7 separate regions of the Mus musculus genome follow, and regions 1, 2, 3, 4, 6 and 7 are each linked to region 5. A link is a contact called in public ChIA-PET, HiChIP or PLAC-seq and promoter capture Hi-C data. All regions are on one chromosome and are shown on one strand. Each heading gives the region's core, a stretch centred on a gene start, on an enhancer-like site or on the middle of the called end of the contact. The rest is flanking DNA. Distances are from core to core; before and after follow the strand shown. Region 1 holds the start of Cd59b (CD59b antigen). Region 2 overlaps 4931422A03Rik (RIKEN cDNA 4931422A03 gene). Region 3 holds the start of Prrg4 (proline rich Gla (G-carboxyglutamic acid) 4 (transmembrane)). Region 4 holds the start of Cd59a (CD59a antigen). Region 5 holds the start of Hipk3 (homeodomain interacting protein kinase 3). Region 6 overlaps D430041D05Rik (RIKEN cDNA D430041D05 gene). Region 7 overlaps D430041D05Rik (RIKEN cDNA D430041D05 gene).

Region 1 (2,982 bases), core at 84-2,583, 420 kb after region 5:
CTATTATCCTTAGGATTGGTCGTCTCATTGTGTCCTGGATTTCCTGGATGTTTTGGGTTAGGAGCTTTTTACGTTTTGCAAACAAATGCAAATCAAATTTCTTTAATTGTTGTGTCCATGTTCTCTATGGAATCTTCTGCACCTGAGATTCTCTCTCCCATCTCTTATATTCTGTTGCTGATATTCATATCTATGGTTCCTGATTTCTTTCCTAGGGTTTCTATCTCCATAGTTGTCTCCCTTTGGGTTTTCTTCATTGTTTCTACTTCCATTTTTAGATCTTGGATGGTTTAGTTCAATTCCATCACCTGTTTGGTTGTGTTTTCCTGTAATTCTTTAAGGGATTTTTGTGTTTCCTCTTTAACGTCTTCTACCTGTTTAGCAGTGTTCTCCTGTAATTCCTTGAGGGATTTTTGTGCTTCCTCTTTAAGGGCTTCTACCTGTTTAGCAGTGTTCTCCTGTATTTCTTTAAGTGAGTTATTAATTTCCTTCTTAATATCCTCTACCAGCATCATGAGATATGATTTTTAGATCCGAATCTTGCTTTTCAGGTGTGTTGGGGTATCCAGGACTCGCTGTGGTGGGTGTACTGGGTTCTGATGATGTCCAGTGGTCCTGGTTTCTGTTAGTAAGATTCTTTCATTTGCCTTTCGCCATCTGGTAATCTCTGGTGTTATATGTTCTTGTCTCTGGCTAGAGCTTGTTCCTCCTGTTATTCTTTAGCTTCTGTCAGCACTCCTGGAAGACCAACTCTCTCCTGTGTCCCAGTAGTCAGAACACACTCTGCAGGCAAGCTCTCCTCATGCAGGGAAGGTGCACAGAAGTCTGGAGTTCAGATCCACCTCCTGATTCCTGGGGTCAGAGCCCTCCCTGGAGGCTGACTCTCCTCTGGCAGGGAAGGGGTCCAGGGGTTTGGATCTCAGCTGTCTCCTGCCTGAGGATGAAGGCCCAAAGAGACCCTGTCCAAGAAGCTCTATTGCTTCTGCCGCCCATGTGCTCTCCTGCATAGACTGGTCTCAGTGATCCCAAGATTCTGGGTGTGCTAGGGCCTGCCTTTGTCCTTTGACCGTGTTGCTGCTAGCACTAGACCCTCTGGGTTTTTTGGAACTGATGTTGCGTTCTACTCACCAGTGATCTCAAGGACCCGGCTGTGCCAGGGTGCCTGCAGCTTGGAGAGTCCTCTGGGGACCTTAGGGCCCTCCCCCGAAGATCAGGCTGATGTACTTTAAGGCTGAGCATATCATAACAAATAAAGTTGCAACATCATCACCCTATAAGAAGTTCTGAGAGGGCCAATGGGATGGTATTACCTGATCCAAGGCAACAGGGCAGTCTCAAAATCACTTTGGATGTATCTTGCTTTTACTTACCAAGGTCTGGAAGCTAAGTGGCTTAACATAACCCAGTGTTAGCAGTCTCATGGGCCTTACGGGCTTGGACATGCTATAGCTAAGCCTACAACAGACCCCAAAATTCCTTTCTTCAGTTCAAAGCAGAAATTACATCAGCAGCTTAGGACAAAGCAAAACACCATCACAATGGAAAGGCCCCTCCCAGCCACCTGGTGGCTCCATAAGCACTTCAGAGCTCTTGAAATTGCACAGATCTGGACTTCACCTAAAATGGCCTCAGTCTCTTAACAACTTATCTCAGGACCCTAAATCCCTGGTTCATCCCGCTACTCCCACCCTAAAGTTCATTTGATTTTGTTTTTGTTTTCCTTCTACTTCTTTCAACCCGCCCAGTGAAAAGGGAGGTTTTTCATTTATAGCAAAGTACATGCCAAACGTTTTTCAGCATGGTCAAGGCATAATGTCGTTCTGTCACGGTCATTCGGTGTGTCAGCCCGGAAGAACTGGAGAAAAGATTCCCTGAGGTGGGTCTCCGGAACATTGGCTGTTTTCCACATTCCAGGAGATCAACCGTGAGCTACCTTAGTGCTCACCACCACCCTGTGAAATAAGTCCTTTCCCTTTACTGATGAGAAAATAAGATTTAATAGCTTGCTTTCGACTACCTAGGAACGAAAAGAAGAGGTTCTTTTTAAAGTCCGCACTCAAACTGCAGGGTGGCCGGGCCCATGCACCAAAGATATACACTAGAGCAGCTACAGATTTGGACCTCAGCAAGAAGAACTGCAGTGAGTTCTTTGAGCTTTGAGACTGAGGTTAGCCCTCGCCGCCCCCCCCCCCGCCCCCTCCTTCTGCAGACCGCATTCTCTGAGAGACGGGGCTGCCCTGGAGTCAGGCGCTCAGGTAATGCAGAGCTCCAGCAACCACTGAGTAGGAAGCAGAGCGCAGGCTGCAGCACACGAAATCTATAACAAAAAAAAAGGTCAGAGGTACAGGCCTGAGAGAGGCCTCCAGAGGGAGGAGCAAGGACAACTTACCGCACCGCCCAGCCCGGACGCATGCGCTGCCGAAGCACCCCCACCTCCCACCCGAGGCTCTGCTCCAGCCAACTCTGTGCCCTTGCTTACCTGCAGCCTCAGAGTCAGTTAGATCCTGCACTATACACTTTTCAGATCGCCAGTGACTGTGCTCATGCTCTGGCTGCTGACAGTAATTAGCACTGGGACCCAACTCCACTGGCCACGCCCAAGAATTGATGGCCACACCCCCACCCCACCCCTGTGAGCCTATGCCTCCTAGTCACTGCCTTTTCCTCTGTCAGAGAGCATTTGGCTGCCAGGACCAGACTCTCTGGAAACCTAGGATACAGGAAAGGCTTGCATTTACTTCTGATTCCTTACTCCTGACTAGGATACCCTAAAAGGCTCCTGATTTTCCCTTTCTTTTTTAAATAAAAAAACAAAAAAAAAAAAAACAAAAAACAAAGCTGGGCGGTGGTGGCGCACACCTTTAGTCCCAGCACTTGGGAGGCAGAGGTAGGCAGATTTCTGAGTTCAAGGCCAGCCTGGTCTACAGAGTGAGTTCCAGGACAGCCAGGGCTACACAGAGAAACCCTGTCTCAAAAACAAAA
Region 2 (2,904 bases), core at 216-2,715, 490 kb after region 5:
ACTCTAGCTGCATATGTATCAAAAGATGGCCTAGTCGGCCATCACTGGAAAGAGAGGCCCATTGGACACGCAGACTTTGTGTGTCCCGGTACAGGGGAACGCCAGGGCCAAAGGGGGGGAGTGGGTGGGTAGGGGAGTGGGGGTGGGTGGGTAAGGGGGACTTTTGGTATAGCATTGGAAATGTAAATGAGCTAAATACCTAATAAAAAATGGAAAAAAAAAAAAAAAAAAAATTGAACTTATAAAAGATAAGTTAAATAAATGTAGCATAGTCTGCCCCCTCCGCTGATCGGCAGCTGGAGAGCAGACCCATATGAACTGTATCCCCAACTCAGGGCATGTCCCGAAAAAGCCAGGAATAAACACACAGGCAAATGGTCAACACTTGACTCAGGGCCATCTCTTCTGTCCCAGCTAGCTTTGCATTTGTACTAGTTTGCCAAGTCCTTGGATGGCTCACTTGGATAAGTTCACTGACCTGGTCTTTCAAATTTGATTTTAATATACCCATGAGTTCATATTTTTTCCTTCCACAGCACACACATAGAGGTGAGAAGGGATCTTTCAGAGGCCAGCTCTCCCCTTTTACCACACAGAGTCCAGGGATCAAACTCAGGTGATCAGACTTGGTGACAAAACCCTACTTAGTTATCCACTGGAACAAAAGACGGACAGAGAGCTGGGTCTGGTGGTCTGGGCTTTTAGTTGGAGAAGCTGCAGGATGGTGGAATGTCAGTGTTTGGATTATATGGAGCTGAATAGATGTGTTTAGCTAATCTCATTATGGGCAGTCTCTGTAAGGGAATGACTATTTCAAGTTTAAGACTCAAAAAGATTATGGAGGGGATGTAGAAAGGTCAGAGGACCTTCACCTGGGTATTTAGCCAGCTCTTCAAAGCAGTTATATACAATTCTGCCCTAATTGCACTTGGCCTTGGGGGAATCTCAGGGAAGGGCTAGAGGAGGGGGCTCCATCTATGCAGCCACGGGGAAGCCATTGTACCTGTTAGGTGCAGACTTTCCAGGGTGACTGTTTTAAGGTCACCTATGCCCCTGCCCATAATCTCTCACCCATTGCTCGTTAATAAACTCATGAACTTTGGTGAAATTGAACTTTGGTTTGTCGCTGTGGTCTTATTTGAGCTGGACATTGTCCAGCCCCCTCCAAAGGGCAAATATTCTCCAGTGGATAACTAAGTAGGGTTTTGTCACCAAGTCTGATCACCTGAGTTTGATCCCTGGACTCTGTGTGGTAAAAGGGGAGAGCTGGCCTCTGAAAGATCCCTTCTCACCTCTATGTGTGTGCTGTGGAAGGAAAAAATATGAACTCATGGGTATATTAAAATCAAATTTGAAAGACCAGGTCAGTGAACTTATTGAATACACCAAACCAAAGGAGGATGCAGTGCCCTTGCCTGACGGACCTCATGAAGAGGAGGACACTGAGTGCTGGGACAGCAAAGGCTACAACCAACCTGCCGTCTGACCAACTGCCTTGTGCATCGAGGGAAGGACAAACTCTCAACTGTCCCTAGGGCTCAGCTCAGCCACAGCTGTGGATACAGTACACTTAAATTCCCAGCTGCACGAACATCTGTTTCTCCATCTGGAGGGTTTCTGTACCTCACCTTCTTAGTCCTGTGGTCCTCTGACTTGACTCTATGGCCTCCAGGGTCCTGATAGCACCCACATCCACATTCTGATTCAATCCTGAGGCCCAGCTCAACTTTACACCTCTGCCCGATTCTTTTGGAGACAACTCCAGCATCCCTCCAATAGGGTTCATTACCCAACAATAACTGCTCCTGAGACCTTGTAGAGAGGAGCCTTGGTGTTCTGACCCTTTCTTTCAGGTCTCCTCCCCAGTGACACTGGGTTTTTTAACCCAGTACTGTGTATCTGAGTTCTCAAACATTTAGGACATAGGCTCCTGTGTTCTGCCTCCTCATCTTCCCTTCACCAACCTAGTCCCAACACCTCTCATGACAGAATCTTCAGGGGACGGAAGTGTTGAGGGACCAGGGAGTGCATCGGGGCTGACCTCCTGCAAGATGCTGCTCAGCCTGAACTCCCCGCTAAAAGGATGGCACCTCCAAACTTGTTCCCATGGGCCTTCCCCTGGGGGTACTTCATGAATGCCTGCCATTCCTCCAGCTTTGATTTCTTGTAGATTTTTTACACAGAATTCATTCTTATTTGGGTCTTCCCAGGCTGAAGAAACAAGATCTCTTCACTCCAAGGTGTTTTCTACTTTAGGGGCAGTAGGACCGGAAAAGCCAATAAATGAGGTGGACTAAAGTCTCACATAGTAGCCAAGTTTGTTCAGAGCATCTGACAATTTATACTCTGAGGATTAAGTACAGTGCCAGGAGTAAATCATACAATGACAAGAACAAGCTTCAAGCCGAGGGTAAGCAGCGTGTGGGAGACCCCCCTGCATGTGGTGGACAAGCTACACATGGAAGTCCCACTGGGCCAAAAAAAAAAAATGTTTTCCCACAGAGGCAAAGAAACAAATACAATAGCCAGCTGTAACGAGTAATCTGAAGTAAACGCCTCACTCCTATCCGCTATACCTGGGAGGAACAAAAAAATAACAAACCACATTCTAAGAACAATGTCATGTTTTGGAAGCAATTGAGGTCACAAGACTCTTGTTGGAGTTTTCTCACAAGCACTCAGAATTCTCATACGACTCCATTCTTGGACTCTGCAGGCTGTGGACACCTAGGCATGAATCTTCATGGACATTCAACTTGGCAGAGTCAACCCTAAGACTTTACAAAGTGTTTGGAACTATATTTGTTGCTTTTGTTGTTACTGTGTCCATATACTTGAGGAAAAGAGACCCAAGAAATGAAGGGTTTGGTTTGGCTTAGAGTCCAAAGAGAGAGACAGTCTATT
Region 3 (3,036 bases), core at 265-2,764, 360 kb before region 5:
CTATCTTGAACACACACACACACACACACACACACACACACACACACACACTAAATAAAAGTGAGAAGCATTTCTACTTAACAATAAATAGCTGCCACCTAACAAAATGTACTGAATATAATAACCAGGAGAGGCTTTTTCTGCGTACTGGAAAGGAAGTAACGAAATCTGCCCTTGCCCTAGTAGAACTTGACAGTCTACATTGTTAGATACAGATCTCAGAAAGACTCAGTTCTCCCAAAAGCAAAATGGTGTTTATCCCTCTCTTCCCAGGGCTTCCAGCCACAGGTTGTCTAAATGAGGGAGCAGGAGAATGGGTCTCCTGAGAGATACTTCCGATTCCTGTGCTCAACCATAAGGTATTTCTAGCTTCTCCACAGTCTGATCTCCACTGCTTAAGTAAGGTGAAAGAGCAGACTCCATTTTCCAGACCGCTTAAGCCTCTAGGGCGTGGGGCATGGATAGTGTTTGGAAGGAAACAAAAACAACGTCTGCAAAACATATGGAAATTCTTACTTGAATCCATTAATCAGAATAAAATAGATAATAGCCTTTCAGGGAAGAAAACAAATTTGGTGAAAAGTGAATTAACTGGAGACTAGAAAGGAGTGGGAATGCCATTTCACTGTGCTCTGTTTCAACTGTATGAAGTTCCAGGCTACTCTGGCCAAAGAGCAAAATTTAAATAGCGTTCCCAAGAGTAACAGCGCATGCTGTTTGGACATGAAGAGTGTGGTGAGACACTGTTCTCCTATCTTCTCACACCTCGAGCTCTGGGCCTCTTGAATTATTTTTAATTATATCTCTCACACAACATTTTTAAATAGAGAAATTTTCAAAATTTAACTTCATCTCATGACAATTAAGGGTGCTTATGCTCTTGCTGTTTCAAAAAAAAAAAAAGAAAAAAGAAAAAAACTCAACGAAAAGTTCAAGATCTAAGATTATTTGTTCAAGAAGGATGAACTTTTTAGCTGTCTGGGTATATGGGTAGCTACGGCCAAAGATATCTAATAAAAGCAGAAATATTCTGAGAACAAACACAATTTGTCACATTTTGTTTAAATTTACATACCGACACTAACCTAGTAGTATGGAAGATATTAAGCATCACAAGTATTCATCCACTGGAGGCTTATTAGTTAGCAGAGTGATGATATCATCACATGTCAAACAGCTTCTGGAAATTTCCACTGTAAACCCAAGGAGGGAAAGAATGAAAGTAAAAGAGGTGAAACCTTGCATTGTTGTCGTGGAAACAATTTTGACTCGGGGACATATTTGAAAGTATTTTTGTAGACAACCCAGACCTGGTGAAATACATCTGAGAACTTTGTAATTGCTATTAATTGATTTTTGGTCATGTGACAATGCAAATCACTAACAAAGTATATTTTCTCGGATGAATGCTATGTTCTCATCCCTGGACCACCCTGCGAGAACAGCTGACCGAAGGTAACCTCGGGAGGGCGCTCTGATAGGCCGCCAAAGTGTGAGCGTCCGGGTCTCAGTCGAGAAGGGCTGGGGACCGAGAGCGGGAGGTGGAGCGCTGCCAGGTGACCTCCTCGTCCGGTAGCGGTGGGAGTGGCTCCAGCACACAAGCTGGGCCCCGTGCGGCGCACGTTCCCCGAGCGCCCCTGCGCGGATCCTGGGCGCCTCTTTTGCGTCCTGGTGTCGCCTTGGAGCCGCGAAGAGCTAGGCTCCGACTGTCGCCGAGATCCAGAGGCGTCCGCGACTCAGGGCCAGGCCACCTCTCGGGCCAAGCGGATAACTCGGTTCCCGCCCAGGGGCTGCTGGAACATGCGCCCGGGGACACAGGTGCGGCGACCAGCGGCGAGGCGGGGCGGGGAGGAGTGGGAGAGTCATCCAGAGACGATGTCTCGACAGTGGCATTCCAGCACCTAGCTGCCTGTCAGCGTGGGCGAGAGTCGCGTCTGCCTGGGCCAGTGTCCGAACTCTCCTCCGCAGCTTCCCGGGAGTACCTTTTGTTCCCAGGCGCTCCGGAGGTGCCACCTGCCCGGAGCGCCTTGGGTCCCATAGATTAAGAGCGACCCGTGGGGTGCAACAGGTCGTTGTTGACTCAGTTCCGACTAAAACCCAACAGGCTGAGACTTGGCCTGCTTCTTTTCTTTTCTTTTAATGTCGTTGTCACTTTTGTTTTAGTTTGTTTGACAGTTGCTAGACTATGTTTCCACTTCTGATCGTACTCAGCCAGCTGCCCAGACTTACCCTCGCAGTTCCTCATTGTATCAGAAGCCTAAAGGATTCCGAACATGCCCCAGAAGAAGGTAAGCAAGCATGGCTGCCGATTGGGGGAAAACACTTCTGAAACCAGTTGCGGTCTACTGTGTAGATCTCAAGCCAAAGTGTGGTAGGGGGAATTACACGCCCCCGTGAACCACAGTGCAACAGCATATCCTATGTTTTAATTTGTGGCTTTCTTGTTTAGAGTTGTGGGTTTTTAACTATAATATGTACAAACGTATCTCCCTTAGTAAACAGATGTTTAACACCTGGTTTGTGGTTGACTAAATTGAAAGCCTTTTTCGAAGTCCGAAAGTCAGTGAGTTGTCGTTTCCTAGATGAAGCTGTGTGTTAGTTATAAAGAGGAAGGCTGCTTCTTGGAAGACTGACAGGGAGGCCAGACTCTTGTCAGGACTTGTTTGTGCACCGCTGGGAGTCCCCATATAGACAAGTGCTCTACCGCTGAGCCACATCCTGTCCCCTAGTCTGGATTTGTGAGATCCAGAGCAAGGGCTGGAAGGTAGGATGACCCTTCTGGTCATTGTTCCAAACGTTGTGTAGATAAAGGCAGATGCTTGAGAGATTAAGTGTAGTTTGCTGGCCCAGGATTTTCGGTTACAGGTCACAAATTGGTTCCTGCTTCCATTTAAAAAGCCTAACCTGGCAAAATCTGAAGTGAGAAGGAAAAAAAGAAAAAGAAAAAAAAAAGCCCTAGCTCTCCGCTTCCTTCCCCCTACTTAGTCACTGGCTTTTGCCACAAGCACCAGCACCTTGGGGTTACTCAACTCACAC
Region 4 (2,875 bases), core at 368-2,867, 400 kb after region 5:
AAGGAGTCTGCAACCCTGGAGGTGAAACAACAATATGAACTAACCAGTACCCCGGAGCTCTTGACTCTAGTTGCATATGTATCAGAAGATGGCCTAGTTGGCCATCAGTGGAAAGAGAGGCCCATTGATCTAGCAAACTTTATATGCCCCAGTACAGGGGAATGCCAGGGCCAAGAAGTGGGAGTGGGTGGATAGGGGAGGGGGGGAGAGTGTAGGGGACTTTTGGGATAGCATTTGAAATGTAAATGAAATAAATACCTAATAAAAAAGTGGGGGGGGGGGGAGAAAAGGTTCTGAGAGGGCTAGAGGGATGGAATTACCTGATCCAAGACAACAGGGCAGTCTCAAAATCACTTTGGATGTATCTTGCTTTTTACTTACCAAGGTCTGGAAGCTAAGTGACTTAACATAACCCAGTGTTAGCAGTCTCATGGGCCTTACGGGCTTGGACATGCTGTAGCTAAGCCTACAACAGACCCCAAAAGTCCTTTCTTCAGTTCAAAGCAGTAATTACATCAGCAGCTTAGGACAAAGCAAAACACCATCACAATGGAAAGGCCCCTCCCAGCCACCTGGTGGCTCCATAAGCACTTCAGAGCTCTTGAAATTGCACAGATCTGGACTTCACCTAAAATGGCCTCAGTCTCTTAACAACTTATCTCAGGATCCTAAATCCCTGGCTCATCCCAACTCCCACCCTAAAGTCCATTTGATTTTGTTTTTGTTTTCCTTCTACTTCTTTCAACCCGCCCAGTGAAAAGGGAGGTTTTTCATTTATAGCAAAGTACATGCCAAACGTTTTTCAGCATGGTCAGGGCATAATGAGGTAACTCCTCCTTAGTCTTCCCAGAAGGATAACAGCAAATGTTGTGAGCTCCCTTGATTGTCGTTCTGACGCGGTCATTCTGTGTGTCTGGCCGGAAGGACTGGAGAAAAGGTGCCCTGAGGTGGGTCTCCGGAACATTGGCTGTTTTCCACATTCCAGGAGATCAACCATGAGCTACCTTAGTGCTCACCACTACCCTGTGAAATAAGTCCTTTCCCTTTACTGATGAGAAAATAGGATTTAATAGCTTCCTTTCGACACCTACGAACGAAAAGGAAAGGTTCTTTTCAAAGTCTGCCCTCAGACTGCAAGGTGGCCGGGCCCATGGACCAAAGATATCCACTAGAGCAGCTACAGATTTGGACCTCAGCAAGAACTGCAGTGAGTTCTTCCAAGCTGAGGTTAGCCCTCAGGCCCCGGGAGACCGACTTCACTGAGAGGCCAGGGGTGCCCTGGAGTCAGGCGCTCAGGGAATGCCTAGCTCCAGCAACCGCTGAGTAGGAAGCAGAGTGCAGGCTGCGGCAAGAAATCGCTATAACAAAAAAGGTCAGAGGTACAGGCCTGAGAGAGGCCTCCCGAGGGACAGCCCGGACGCATGCGCTGCCGAAGCACCCCCACCTTCCACCCGAGGCTCCGCTCCAGCCAACTCTGTGCCCTTGCTTACCTGCAATCTTAGAGTCAGCTAGATCCTGCTCTAGACACTTTTCAGATCGCCAGTGACTGTGCTCATGCTCTGACTGCTGACAGTACACAGCAATGCAAACCAAATCCACTGGCCACGCCCAAGAACTGATGGCCACACCCCCACCACACCCCCTGGGCTCCTATGCCTTCTAGTCACTGCCTTTTCCTCTGTCAGAGAGCATTTGGCTGCCAGAACCAGAATCTCTGGAAACCTAGGATACAGGAAAGGCTTGCATTTCCCTCTGATTTCTTACTCCTAACTAACACCCTAAAAGGCTCTTGATTTTCCCTTTCTTTAAAAACAAACAAACAAACAAACAAACAAAACCACAATGTTTTTGTGCCCATGTTTGCTAGTGCCCAGAACTATCTCTTGACAAATCATAGATATCTTTCCAGGCCATACATCGTGGCTTGCTCCTACTCTCAGGTCCTGACAGCCTCCAAATACTCTTCAGACACAAATGCCATCTATTTTGTTTGGAATGAAGACAAAATCCCGTTGGTCATTAGAAACCTTTGTGGACTGGCCAGGGGCCAGAACTACGTGAAGTTGTGATACAGAGGTGCCTTTATCATTTGGAAAGACTCATAAGCAGGAAGGAAGCCAGAGGGGAACAATAATTTTTTTTAAAATATTTATTTACTTATTTATGTAGCTGTCTTCAGACACTCCAGAAGAGGGCATCAGATTTCGTTACGGATAGTTGTGAGCCACCATATGGTTGCTGGGATTTGAACTCAGGACCTTTGGAAGAGCAGTCGACGCTCTTAACTGCTCAGCCATCTCTCCAGCTCCGGGAACAATAATTTTAAAAAGAGTAAACATTCCAAGAGGCTGGCCTCCTAAGGGAACAAGAAATGCTCTGTTGGTTTTTCTTTTTTTAAGTCTTTCTGCCCACAGGAACATTTCCTGGTGGGGCTGTTGTTGTTGTTGTTGTCGTCGTCGTAGTCGTCCTCGTCCTTGTTTGTTTTCACCTGTAGTATCTATCCCCTGGCATGCAGTGAGTCTGTATCTGCTGTGTCCCAAATGACAAAGGAGGTCAGGAACATCCACTCTTTCCCTAGCCTACCAACAATTACAGAGTCTCCGAGCTATAGAAGAAGTACATAAAACACTTGTAGACCAAAACAAATAGGAAGAGTGGGGAGTCACCAGCTAGGATGCCCTAAACAGATTTGTGCTATTTGTCCTCTTGTACAAACTTTGATTTCTAGGATGGGATGGGCACAGAGTACCCTACTGGGCTTGGTCCTGAACCATTTTAAGGACTTTCACCTAGTCTCAGAAGACTCTGGTCCCCACAAACTCACCAACTTTTGCAGGAACAAATGACCCATCTATAAAGCAGCATGGCCTGAGGA
Region 5 (3,128 bases), core at 425-2,924:
CAAGGGTTAAAAGAAAGGTGACAGAAATCCTTCCTGGAATTCATAGGAAGGGGGTGGGGTGGAGTGAACTACTCAGCAGAAGGGGGGTGGGGAGCTCACTTCCAGCCTCTTCATAAATGTAGCAAAATGAGGAAAGTCTTCCATTAGGAGGCTAGAGATATGCTTGCAAAAGATATGCTTGCTTGTGAAAAGTAAATTCTAATGGAGAGAGTTCTCTATTAGTGTAGATTTCTATCTCTCTCTCTCTCTCTCTTTTTTTTAGCAATAATTTGTGTTTGGTTTTCAGATTATTGCCTTAAAAGAAATCCAATGTAAATGCTAAAGAATAAAGAATGGCTCCGACATTGCCCTCCTTTTGGATGTAGAGGGTAATCTCGAGCCTCTTCCGGTTCTGTCCATCTACCCGGCGCTGGCAATAGAGACTTGCATCACTGTGGCCATCTCATGCATACACCTTTTCTAAAAATCAGTCATTAGCTTTTCTACTTTAGTCTTCACTGTACTCCTATCTTGAAGAAAACACTGGTCACTGGAAAAAGGATTATCAGTGGCCTCGAGGGGATACCCTTTCCCCCTTTAAAGACATTCTACACAGTCCTAGTTTGAAAGGCAATAGGTAAAGGACTAGTATCTACCCAGCGAGTTGACCCTCCCTTTAGCCCCAGCTGCTGCAATGGAGAATATGTGTGGAGAAATAACATCGGCAAGCTCAGTCCTTCTAGTAAAGGAAGAAAGCAAAGGACATCTCCATTATAGAGACAGAGGTGCTTGCGTTGCGGAAACGTTAAATATTAGTTTAGAACCCAGACGAAACAGGTGGCAAAATAGGTTTACTGAATGATGGGTTGCTTCGAAGATAGATGCTTTCTGGAGAGATAGATGGAGGGGAGAGGGGTGGAGACTAAAGCTTTGCTCTTTAACCTTGCTCACGTCATCGAAACTTGTCTAAACCCTTGTCTTAGCATAAGAGTTTGGACTATGCATCAGTAAGATTCTTTCATCTCAAATTCCATGGTTCTATGGTTACGTGGGTGGAAATGGACCATTCTGTCGATTTCCTAGTTTCCAGGAGCGAAGAAACTAGCTTGGGTGTGGAACTAACTCGATGGAGAATTATCAACGTAGAGGTGGGCAGCTTCTCAACCACTGTGGTGGTGCACTTGGAAAACTTCCAAGAGAGTCCGTCCCTCATTCTTTGACGTGGTGTGACAAGTCTCCTGCTGTTTTGGAATGGGGGAGCGAGAAGGACCTATTTTAGGCTTAGATTATTCATTCTCTTTCTGCGTTTTTAGACTCCTAAGATGCCAAGAAACAGATTCTAAAGGGGTGGGAAGAGAATTAGGATGGGGTAACCTGGAAAGGCCTGTGGAATCCTGCTTCCGCATCTGAACCCCTTTGGGTATTAGGATTGTCCCTTAAATGTGTATTTTTGGGCCCGGAGTCAGGTTCAGAACTGCAGAGGAGGGCTGACGGAAGCCGTTCCTCTTGGAGGGGATGGCGTGAGAGCTCAGGGTTGGATCCGCGCGGGCCGCCTGGCGGGCTGCGAGCGTCAAGGGCGCGGCTGCAGGCGGACCCTGGGGAGGGGCTTCGCGGAGGCGCCGCGGCCCTACCCGAGCGGGGCCGCCCGGGCTCGGCGCTCAGAGCGGCCGAGCGGGCGGTGGCGCTGCGGAGGCGGCGGCCGAGGCCGGCGGGCGCGCGGAGGAGGGGCCCGATATCGGGGCGGCCTGCCGCAGCTGCCCGGGTGACGACTGCCGGCAGCGCGGCGCCCCGAGGAGTCCGAGCCGCAGGCCCCGGGCGACGCGGCCTCGCAAGCAGCCCTCGTCCTCGTCTCAACTCCGGGGAAATGGGCCCTCAGCACCGCGGGCCCTGCATCCCTTGTTGCCCGTAGGCCCCGGTGGCCCGCCGGCTTGTCACTGCCCCTCTCCCCAGTCGAGCGGTCCCCACCCCAGGTCCCCGGGAAGGAAGATGAGGGAGACGGGCCCGGCGATCGGCAGCCAGAGAAGCAGCAGCAGCGGTCGGGGGAGGGTGTTTCGCCGTTTCCTCTCAGCCGCCAGGACAAGATGGCAGCGGCCGCCGAGAGGGGCTGAGCCCCGGCTGGGTGGCGCCGCCTGCTGAAGCGCTTGGCTCCGGGTCCCCGCACGGCCCCCGCGACCCACCCCGGACATGCTCAGGGCTGCGGCCGCCCGAAGCGGGGAGAGCGCGGGCCTCTAGGAAGGTAAGGAAGCCAGGCAAGGGCGGGTAGCTCGGCGCCGTCGCGGGGCCTCGGGGGCCGGGGGAACCCTCGGAGCGACGGCTCTCCGTTCCCGCCCGGTTGTCCAGTGCGGCCGGCCCGGGCGGTTCCCGAAGGCCGGCGCCAAGCCAGGCCCGAGGAGGCCGTACGCGGGGACTGCGCGTGCTTTCCGCGCGCGCTTGGCGCAGCCTCCGGGAAGCCGCCCTGGCCGCGCCGGGCTGTCCGGGCCTTCCCCCAAGCCTAGGTTGCGCAACGGCTCTTCCCAGCAACCGAAGTTTTGTTTGGTCCCACGGGGGCCCCCCGTTTCGGCTCGGCGGCTCTAGGCCGTCACTACGGAGACCTCGTTCCTTTCATTGATGGGAGCGAAGACCAACGTGCACGCACGCCGCCGCCGGAGCGCCCAGCCCCGTGGCTGCGCCGCGGAGGCTTGGTGGCCCTGTCACCGGCGTCGCGGGGCGGCGGGTTTGGAGGGTGTCAACTCTGGAGACGTGCGTGCGTGTGATTGTTGGGGAGGAGAAATGTGATCCGAGGCTTCGCGTCCCCAGCGGCGGCGGGAGGAAGGCGTGGCGGCCGCGCGGCGGGGCTGTTGCCGGCTTCTCTCGTTACGGCGGCGGCGGCCCTCTTCCCTTCGCGCTGTGGGGAGACCAGCGGAAAGGACTCGGGACCAGAATGTCTGTTTTCCTGTCTGGGGGGAGACGGCTGTTGTAAAATGGTATGTGGATCTTGGGGGAAGCCTGTTGTTTCCCAGTCTTATCTGTGCTGGAGGAATTGCGCTGAAGGGTGTGTGCGTAAATTACCTTGGACCTGTTACAGAGTAGTCACAACATGTTCGGTCCTTGAACCGTGTTTTCACAACCTCTGGCTGGCCTGCTGCTGGCGAATTTGTTTTTCCACCTGT
Region 6 (2,969 bases), core at 352-2,851, 320 kb after region 5:
CATTGTTCCCTTTCATGTCACTCAGTCTCCTCTTTGGGTGGCCACTCAGGAAGCAGCCAGCCTGAGATGGTACCAGGACACCAGCGTGGTGCCTGTGGTATTGGGAAGCCCATGCTAAGTTGGAACTATGTACATCTGAGGTGGATTTGAAAGAGGTGGTGCCGAAGATATTCTGTGCAGCTGTCTGGCCTTTGCAAGGCTGAAGAGGAGGAAGATCGTATCTGGGTAGACGTGGGGACAGTCTGTCAGCTATGAAGGAGTGCTGACTCACAGACAAGGTCCTCCCTGTCCCTTCCTGGCCTGCAGCACCAGCTCAGCCTTGGTGATTAATCTCAAAGTAAAACACAAAGCAGCTTTCTGTGATGCTTTCAGACTGACTCCTGTTTGAAACAGTTAAAACTAGTGTTATTTGGGTGACTTTGGCTTATAGATTACCTTCAAAGCTCACAAGCAACACAGGGGACTGTGCTGTGGTTTCTGGAGCTGAACTACCACCTAGCTGTGTGAATTATGAGTAGTTGTTTCACCTGCCTGTTCTTTAGGGTGCTTGTGTATAAAATGGGCATGCATGTGGTCCTACCACATGGGATTACCGTGAGAACAAACGGGCTGATGCTGGTGATGCTGTATGGAGGTGGGAGGCAGGAAACAGTGGTACCCATGGCTTTCAGACTCCACCAGGGGTGAGCGATCCCTTGTCTTCTGTCTTTCTATCCCAGTCCTGTAGGCATCTTCCATCTGCTGTGAAGTGTATTCTACACCAAGGAAAGTTCTAACCATACCCAAAGGGAGCCTTCGCGGGTATGGTGTGACTGGAGATGGGTTTGGTGATGGGGACCCGAGACCTTTCCTGTTACTCCAGCACATGGATACACCACCCAAGGTGACCTCTAAGGTCATACTTTCCCAAACAGTGTGGGCCAGTGGGATATTTTAACCCACTCAGTATTAAACCCCCACTGCATGTGAAGAGCAGCCGCCTATGGGACAGAAGTGCTGGAGTCTGCCCCATCAGGCTCCTGCCGCATGCTAGAGAGCTTTGCACAGGAGCAGAAATGACCGTGAAGACTTGGATACCTCTGTCTCTCACTGTCCTGTCTGTGCGGTCTCAGTTTTCACTGCCTGGAAGATTAAAAGTCAATTAGGAAACCACATCCTGTCTCTTCAGCTCACCCAGAATGCAGAAACCACACTTGTCTCCTCACTCTGTGGCCTAGATGATTCCAGTGGGCCAGCGGAATGAAATGGGGATTTCTGTAAGAGAGAAGTCACCAAACTCCTTAGACCCCAACCTGTGCCACTAAGAGCCAGTCTCGTTTTATTGGTGGAGACTCGTCTGCGATGTGGGCTCAGAAGGAAGTGGCTGCAAAGGCCTCCCCACTCCTCTGTCAGCCTTCCACAAAGGCAGAGCCCCTGGAGTTTGTTTTCCAGAAGTAGCTTTCTAAATATATCCCTGCTTCCGGCAAGGCAGGCAGGCACATGGGCCTGCGAGATCCAGAGCAGGCATGAAATAGGGGGAAACTGCCGTGTTTTGTGTGGGCTCTGGGACCGTGATTGGTGGAGAGAGACAGGGAACCAGATACATTTCTCATGCCTGGGGTCCACCCTCAGCCTGCTCTGGGCCCTTGCCAGGCAGATGTCGGATCTGTGGAGACTGTTCTCCTGGCAGGGTGGAGCTGCCGATTAGCACCAGGCAGAAAACAGTCTTGTGGCAAATTGGAGGCAAGGGTGGGGGCTTTTCAAAGTCTTGCATTCTGAAGTGCAGTGTTCTGGTGAAGCAAATCTGGAAAGTAGAGACCTGTAAAACATTCCTCTACGTTGGGGCCCGTGCCTGGGATTCTAGATTGCATGCTTTTGAAAGTTTCGCTTGCAATATGACTGTCTCGTTCGTCCTAAAACTGTGAAAACATCTTTCCTGCTAACGACCTTTAGCTGGCTGTTCTTTAGGGCTTCGAAACTATTTTTGCACCATTTCATTCCATGAATATCTGTTGTGGTCTCACTACATGCCATCTGGGGACTCAGTCCAGGAGAAGAACAGAATTAAAGGCACAGAGATGGACACGGGCATGCCAGAGGGACACTGGAGGGCCAGGAAGAAGCTGAGGCTGTAGAGAATGACAGGAGCGGATCTTGCTGTCTCAGCCAAACGTAAAGGTCTTCAGGAAGGTGGCTTCTGAGAAGGGACCTCAAAGAAGAGAGCCACACACATTAGCTCCGGAGAAATAGCATGCGTCCCCCTCCCCCCCCCCGCCCCCCCGCTTCTAATCCATCAACAAGCACTGCTGGTCCTTTGCCAAAATGTCTGGAACTCACTGGCATTGTCTCTGCCCATGACCACTCTCATCAAACGCCTGCCATCTCTTCTTGCCTGGAGCATTGCAAGAGCCTCCTAAGTAACTCCCCATAAATTCCAGCCACGCTTCCCTCCTGCTTAGAAGTCTCTAGGTGTCTGCAATTGCCCTTTGAAAACAGTCCAGCCTTCTTACTGTGGCCTTTGGGACCTTGTCGGGTCAGTCCCAATTCTGACAATTTGGCCTTCAGCCACAAGGTTATGTCTTGGTTTGCCAGGACACAAAATGGTGTCAACAAGGGAAGTTGGCGTCCTCAGAGCTTTAGGGACTCAAAGTCTTGGGTCACCGTGTGAGCAGGACTCGTTTGCTGTAGGGAGCGGTGGAGAGAATCTCTTCCCTCCTTGGTGTGCGGATGGAAGTCCTGCCAAGTGCTCACGCTGTCTTCCTCTGTGGATGTCTGTGTCCATATGTCCACCCTTAGAGAGACATCTGTACTGTTGAGCTAGGGTGCACTCAGATAACTTCATTTTAACTTAATCAACCTCTAAAACTCTGACCTTCCAACCAGGATCACATTCTGAGGTCCTGGGGAGTACCACTGCAGGGTATGAATTTGGGGGTCACAATTTCATTCCATAATGGTCCTTTCTCTGTTGCACATTCCAAGCCCTTTCC
Region 7 (2,818 bases), core at 241-2,740, 350 kb after region 5:
CAGGGATGTCCTGGTATGGAGCATCAGCCTGCAGAGTCCTGGGTGGAAACACTGCCTTGTAGCTCTGGGGTACCAGCCACAGATGATCCCTCTTGTACAAATAAAACTGATTTGGGGTGCCAGAAGAAAAGGAAAACCTAAGTTTCCACCCTAGCTTTGGGAGCCATGTATGGTGTCAGTGGGACAATTTGGTGTGTATTGGGGAATATGGTCCTACCCCACCTTCACCCATGACCCATCTTGCTTCTGCTGTCCCCGTGTCCCTCCTAACCCATCTATGCATTGTCTTCATGAGTTTCTTTGGTCTTTACTGAAGGAAGAGAGAGGAGAGTAGGATTGGAACTGATTAGAATGGGAGATTCAAACTGTCAAAGCACAGAACTTTCCCAAGAAGCTGTTTTTATTTCCCTATGGCAAACTGTCCTTTCTGGAATGTTCAGAGATGATAATGTTGTGGAATCCCCAGACAAGTCTCTTGTGGGGATGATGTTAGGTAGCGAGCGCCCTTTTAGTATGCTGGTTGATCTTTCATAGTCTTAGTCTTTTGTTACTTAATAAGAAATCAGCTATAAATAAAATGTATTTTTGTAATTTCCATGTGTATATATGGTATATTTCTACCAATGGCCAGTTGTAGTCCAAATCCGAAATCAGCTTGCAGAACACTGTGGCCAGTGCAAGATTTTACTGACAGACTAATACGATGCCTAAACCTAGCCACACGGGCATTTGATGCACATGAATGAGCAAAGAGCCAAAGAAACTCAGCCTTTTCATGCAAATGGTGTAAGACTGATATCGCCAGCTACATCGCTCCACTTTATCAATAATATCAGCTTTCCATCCATGCGGCGTATCAACTTGGGACTTTGTGGACTTGGCAAATGCTTGGAATGTGAGAAAGAAGTTTCTAGACTGTATGCTTCAAAAAGACAGTGTCTAAGCTTTGGGCTCCAGTAACTTCCAGAAAGATCATGAATCCAGAGTTAACAGTGGTGTAGCTCCAGATTTCTAGGAAGATGAAGCTGCCGCTTGCTGGAGTCTTGGCAGAACCCATGAAATGTTTAGTTCATCGGGACAATTAAAATAGAGCCTGGTAAATCAGCTGCCCTTTTCAGCTAGACACCATGGGTTCCAGAAGTCTATGCAAAGAAAAGCTTAAATTAATGAAAACATTGCTATGCTCATGTTTTTCTACCATGATTAAAGTCTCCTGGGACTAAGATGTTGTTCTTTCCCTAAAGAGTCTCCTAATGGTATAGAGGTGATAGGTCCCCAGATAGGAGACTCTGAGAAGTTCAGATGGTTAAAATCATTTGATATAAAAAATGAGATGAGGTCCCAAGGGAGCCCAGAGGAGGCAGCAGTGAGCTCAGATCATCATGACCTTCCAGACAGTCACAGAAGCCATTGAGGATCTCAGTGGTTTGCAAGGAGGAAGCCAAACTCCAGACAAGTGGAGGGTGGAGCCCCAGCCTGCTGACTCATGCTCCAGCCTGCTGACTCATGTCCCAGCCTGCTGACTCATGCCCCAGCCTGCTCTCCATTTCACCACGCTGCCTGTACACTTGTTGGGGACACATTTCTTTAATTGTGCCCAGAACTTTAAAAAAAAAAAAATAGGTAGGGTTTCTGTGAGATTCCATAATACTCTTGCCAAGAAGGAGGAGGAGGAAGAAGAGGAAGAGGAAGAGAAGATGATCAATTTGGTTGTTTCCAGAGAGTTCCACTAAAGAAACTATGTCCTTAGTTGCCAGTGAAGCTTATGGGGGTAACTTACTCAATTCAGCACCGTGGATTAAAAAGGCAAGCAGGGATGCTCTGACATTCTGTCACTGCATCAGGTGATCCAGTAGGGTGGGGACATAAAGGCCTCCTGTGTGGCCTGGTACCTGAGATCTGAGGTTGTGCAGAATCAGGACGGTAACTGTGAGCTATGGAATGGGGGGACATCACCTCCGGAAGGGTTCGAAGCAGTTCACTGTCCCATGAAAGATAATGCTGTGCACTCATTATTTTAAAAGCCCAGGAGAAGAGCAACAGACAGACAGACAGACAGACAGAGAAACAAAAAAAGTAACATGCAATTTCTGAATAATCTTAATACAAGAAAGAAAATGGTAAGATCTGTGATTCAGAAGAAATCCTTCTGTGGGGGATGGTAGACTGGAGGGGCGTGACGATTCTTATATCTAAGTAAAAGCAATGTTTCCCTGCCAGGCAAAACTTGAAATAGATCAAAAACTATTGATTTCATATAAATGAGCCCCATTTTTCCCCACAGAGTACACAAGTATTCAAAAGTTCAATGAATAATGAATGTAATGGAAATTTTCAAGTTCAAGAAAAAGGTTTGGGCTTAAGCCCAATCTTAGAGTTTGGACTTCCCTTACAAAGTACAGTCCAAGACTCCCTAAGGTGTGATGTACAGTTTAGCTTGTGACCACCCTCAAAGGTGTTCTAGTCTCAAGGACCAAAAACCTGTCCAGCCTGGCTCCAGCTCAGGGACTGACTGGAAGAGACTGGGACAAAGGGCAAAGGAGACATCAGCCAGCCCACCTCTCTCTCTCTCTCTCTCTCTCTCTCTCTCTCTCTCTCTCTCTCTTTCTCTCTCTCCCACTCTCTCCTCTGCAGCTCCCATCTGTCTCTCTCAGCACATGTGTTCCACCACCCCCTCGCTTGCCTGGGCCATCCAGCGTCCCCACTAATGCATATGGAACCAAATACCAACCTCAGAACTCACACCACACCTTTCCTTCCCAGTGCAGACTACTCTTGAACTAGCATCTTTGAGCTTCCTTACACAAACGTTTGAGAA

The links. Promoter capture Hi-C pulls out the DNA fragments that hold promoters and counts their contacts. ChIA-PET counts read pairs in DNA pulled down with a chosen protein or histone mark. HiChIP or PLAC-seq counts read pairs in DNA pulled down with a chosen protein or histone mark.
Region 1: an H3K4me3 HiChIP or PLAC-seq map of bone marrow-derived macrophages shows a contact between it and region 5, with 5 times the contacts expected there. The contact joins the promoter of Cd59b here to the promoter of Hipk3 in region 5. A contact is called at or near these places in 8 of 39 promoter capture datasets (the 3T3-L1 cell line, 3T3-L1-derived adipocytes, cranial neural crest and 4 more) and 3 of 115 datasets of contacts at active chromatin or transcription factors (bone marrow-derived macrophages and embryonic stem cells).
Region 2: a promoter capture Hi-C map of liver shows a contact between it and region 5, with 2.7 times the contacts expected there. The contact joins the enhancer-like site here to the promoter of Hipk3 in region 5. A contact is called at or near these places in 4 of 39 promoter capture datasets (embryonic stem cells and liver) and 1 of 115 datasets of contacts at active chromatin or transcription factors (embryonic forebrain).
Region 3: a contact with region 5 is called in a promoter capture Hi-C map of pre-B cells, with 4 times the contacts expected there. The contact joins the promoter of Prrg4 here to the promoter of Hipk3 in region 5. A contact is called at or near these places in 1 of 39 promoter capture datasets (pre-B cells), 1 of 484 Hi-C or Micro-C datasets (embryonic stem cells) and 4 of 115 datasets of contacts at active chromatin or transcription factors (the 230-238 cell line, effector CD8 T cells, memory CD8 T cells and 1 more).
Region 4: a promoter capture Hi-C map of embryonic stem cells shows a contact between it and region 5, with 2.1 times the contacts expected there. The contact joins the promoter of Cd59a here to the promoter of Hipk3 in region 5. A contact is called at or near these places in 1 of 39 promoter capture datasets (embryonic stem cells) and 2 of 115 datasets of contacts at active chromatin or transcription factors (embryonic stem cells and epiblast stem cells).
Region 6: a contact with region 5 is called in an RNA polymerase II ChIA-PET map of memory CD8 T cells, with 44 read pairs. The contact joins the enhancer-like site here to the promoter of Hipk3 in region 5. A contact is called at or near these places in 4 of 39 promoter capture datasets (embryonic stem cells, epiblast stem cells, frontonasal cranial neural crest and 1 more), 1 of 484 Hi-C or Micro-C datasets (CD4 T cells) and 6 of 115 datasets of contacts at active chromatin or transcription factors (SST interneurons, effector CD8 T cells, embryonic forebrain and 2 more).
Region 7: a promoter capture Hi-C map of the SN4741 cell line shows a contact between it and region 5, with 4 times the contacts expected there. The contact joins the enhancer-like site here to the promoter of Hipk3 in region 5. A contact is called at or near these places in 21 of 39 promoter capture datasets (the 3T3-L1 cell line, 3T3-L1-derived adipocytes, the HPC-7 cell line and 14 more), 2 of 15 datasets of contacts at CTCF or cohesin (the NIH/3T3 cell line and embryonic stem cells), 15 of 484 Hi-C or Micro-C datasets (the C2C12 cell line, CD8 T cells, the N1E-115 cell line and 10 more), 23 of 115 datasets of contacts at active chromatin or transcription factors (T-cell acute lymphoblastic leukemia, acute myeloid leukemia, bone marrow-derived dendritic cells and 16 more) and 3 of 9 other capture datasets (adipose tissue, embryonic stem cells and liver).

What each region holds. Positions count from the first base shown.
Region 1 is chr2:104,069,417-104,072,398 of GRCm38.p6, reverse strand. Cd59b (CD59b antigen) reads right to left here and starts at 1,333. Exons shown (of 4, transcript NM_181858.2): 1 at 1,311-1,333.
Region 2 is chr2:104,006,537-104,009,440 of GRCm38.p6, reverse strand. All of the region lies in intron 3 of 4931422A03Rik (RIKEN cDNA 4931422A03 gene), which reads left to right. Among named protein-coding and RNA genes, the nearest start is that of Fbxo3, 20 kb to the left of the region's middle. Within about 2 kb of position 1,465, at least 3 of the 459 cell types and tissues checked have an H3K27ac peak or open chromatin away from gene starts, as enhancers often do. A contact at or near this core is called in liver, where this site is marked.
Region 3 is chr2:104,848,328-104,851,363 of GRCm38.p6, reverse strand. It overlaps Prrg4 (proline rich Gla (G-carboxyglutamic acid) 4 (transmembrane)), which reads left to right and starts at 1,514. Exons shown (of 6, transcript NM_178695.5): 1 at 1,514-1,818; 2 at 2,164-2,288. The coding sequence starts at 2,186.
Region 4 is chr2:104,094,543-104,097,417 of GRCm38.p6, reverse strand. Cd59a (CD59a antigen) reads right to left here and starts at 1,617. Exons shown (of 4, transcript NM_007652.5): 1 at 1,491-1,617.
Region 5 is chr2:104,493,035-104,496,162 of GRCm38.p6, reverse strand. It overlaps Hipk3 (homeodomain interacting protein kinase 3), which reads left to right and starts at 1,674. Exons shown (of 16, transcript NM_010434.2): 1 at 1,674-2,215.
Region 6 is chr2:104,175,688-104,178,656 of GRCm38.p6, reverse strand. All of the region lies in intron 16 of D430041D05Rik (RIKEN cDNA D430041D05 gene), which reads left to right. Among named protein-coding and RNA genes, the nearest start is that of Gm22501, 51 kb to the left of the region's middle. Within about 2 kb of position 1,601, at least 86 of the 459 cell types and tissues checked have an H3K27ac peak or open chromatin away from gene starts, as enhancers often do. A contact at or near this core is called in SST interneurons, effector CD8 T cells, hippocampal neurons and 1 more, where this site is marked.
Region 7 is chr2:104,144,818-104,147,635 of GRCm38.p6, reverse strand. D430041D05Rik (RIKEN cDNA D430041D05 gene) reads left to right here. Exons shown (of 21, transcript NM_001368844.1): 21 at 1-2,818. Among named protein-coding and RNA genes, the nearest start is that of A930018P22Rik, 23 kb to the right of the region's middle. Within about 2 kb of position 1,490, at least 68 of the 459 cell types and tissues checked have an H3K27ac peak or open chromatin away from gene starts, as enhancers often do. A contact at or near this core is called in the N1E-115 cell line, the SN4741 cell line, myocytes and 1 more, where this site is marked.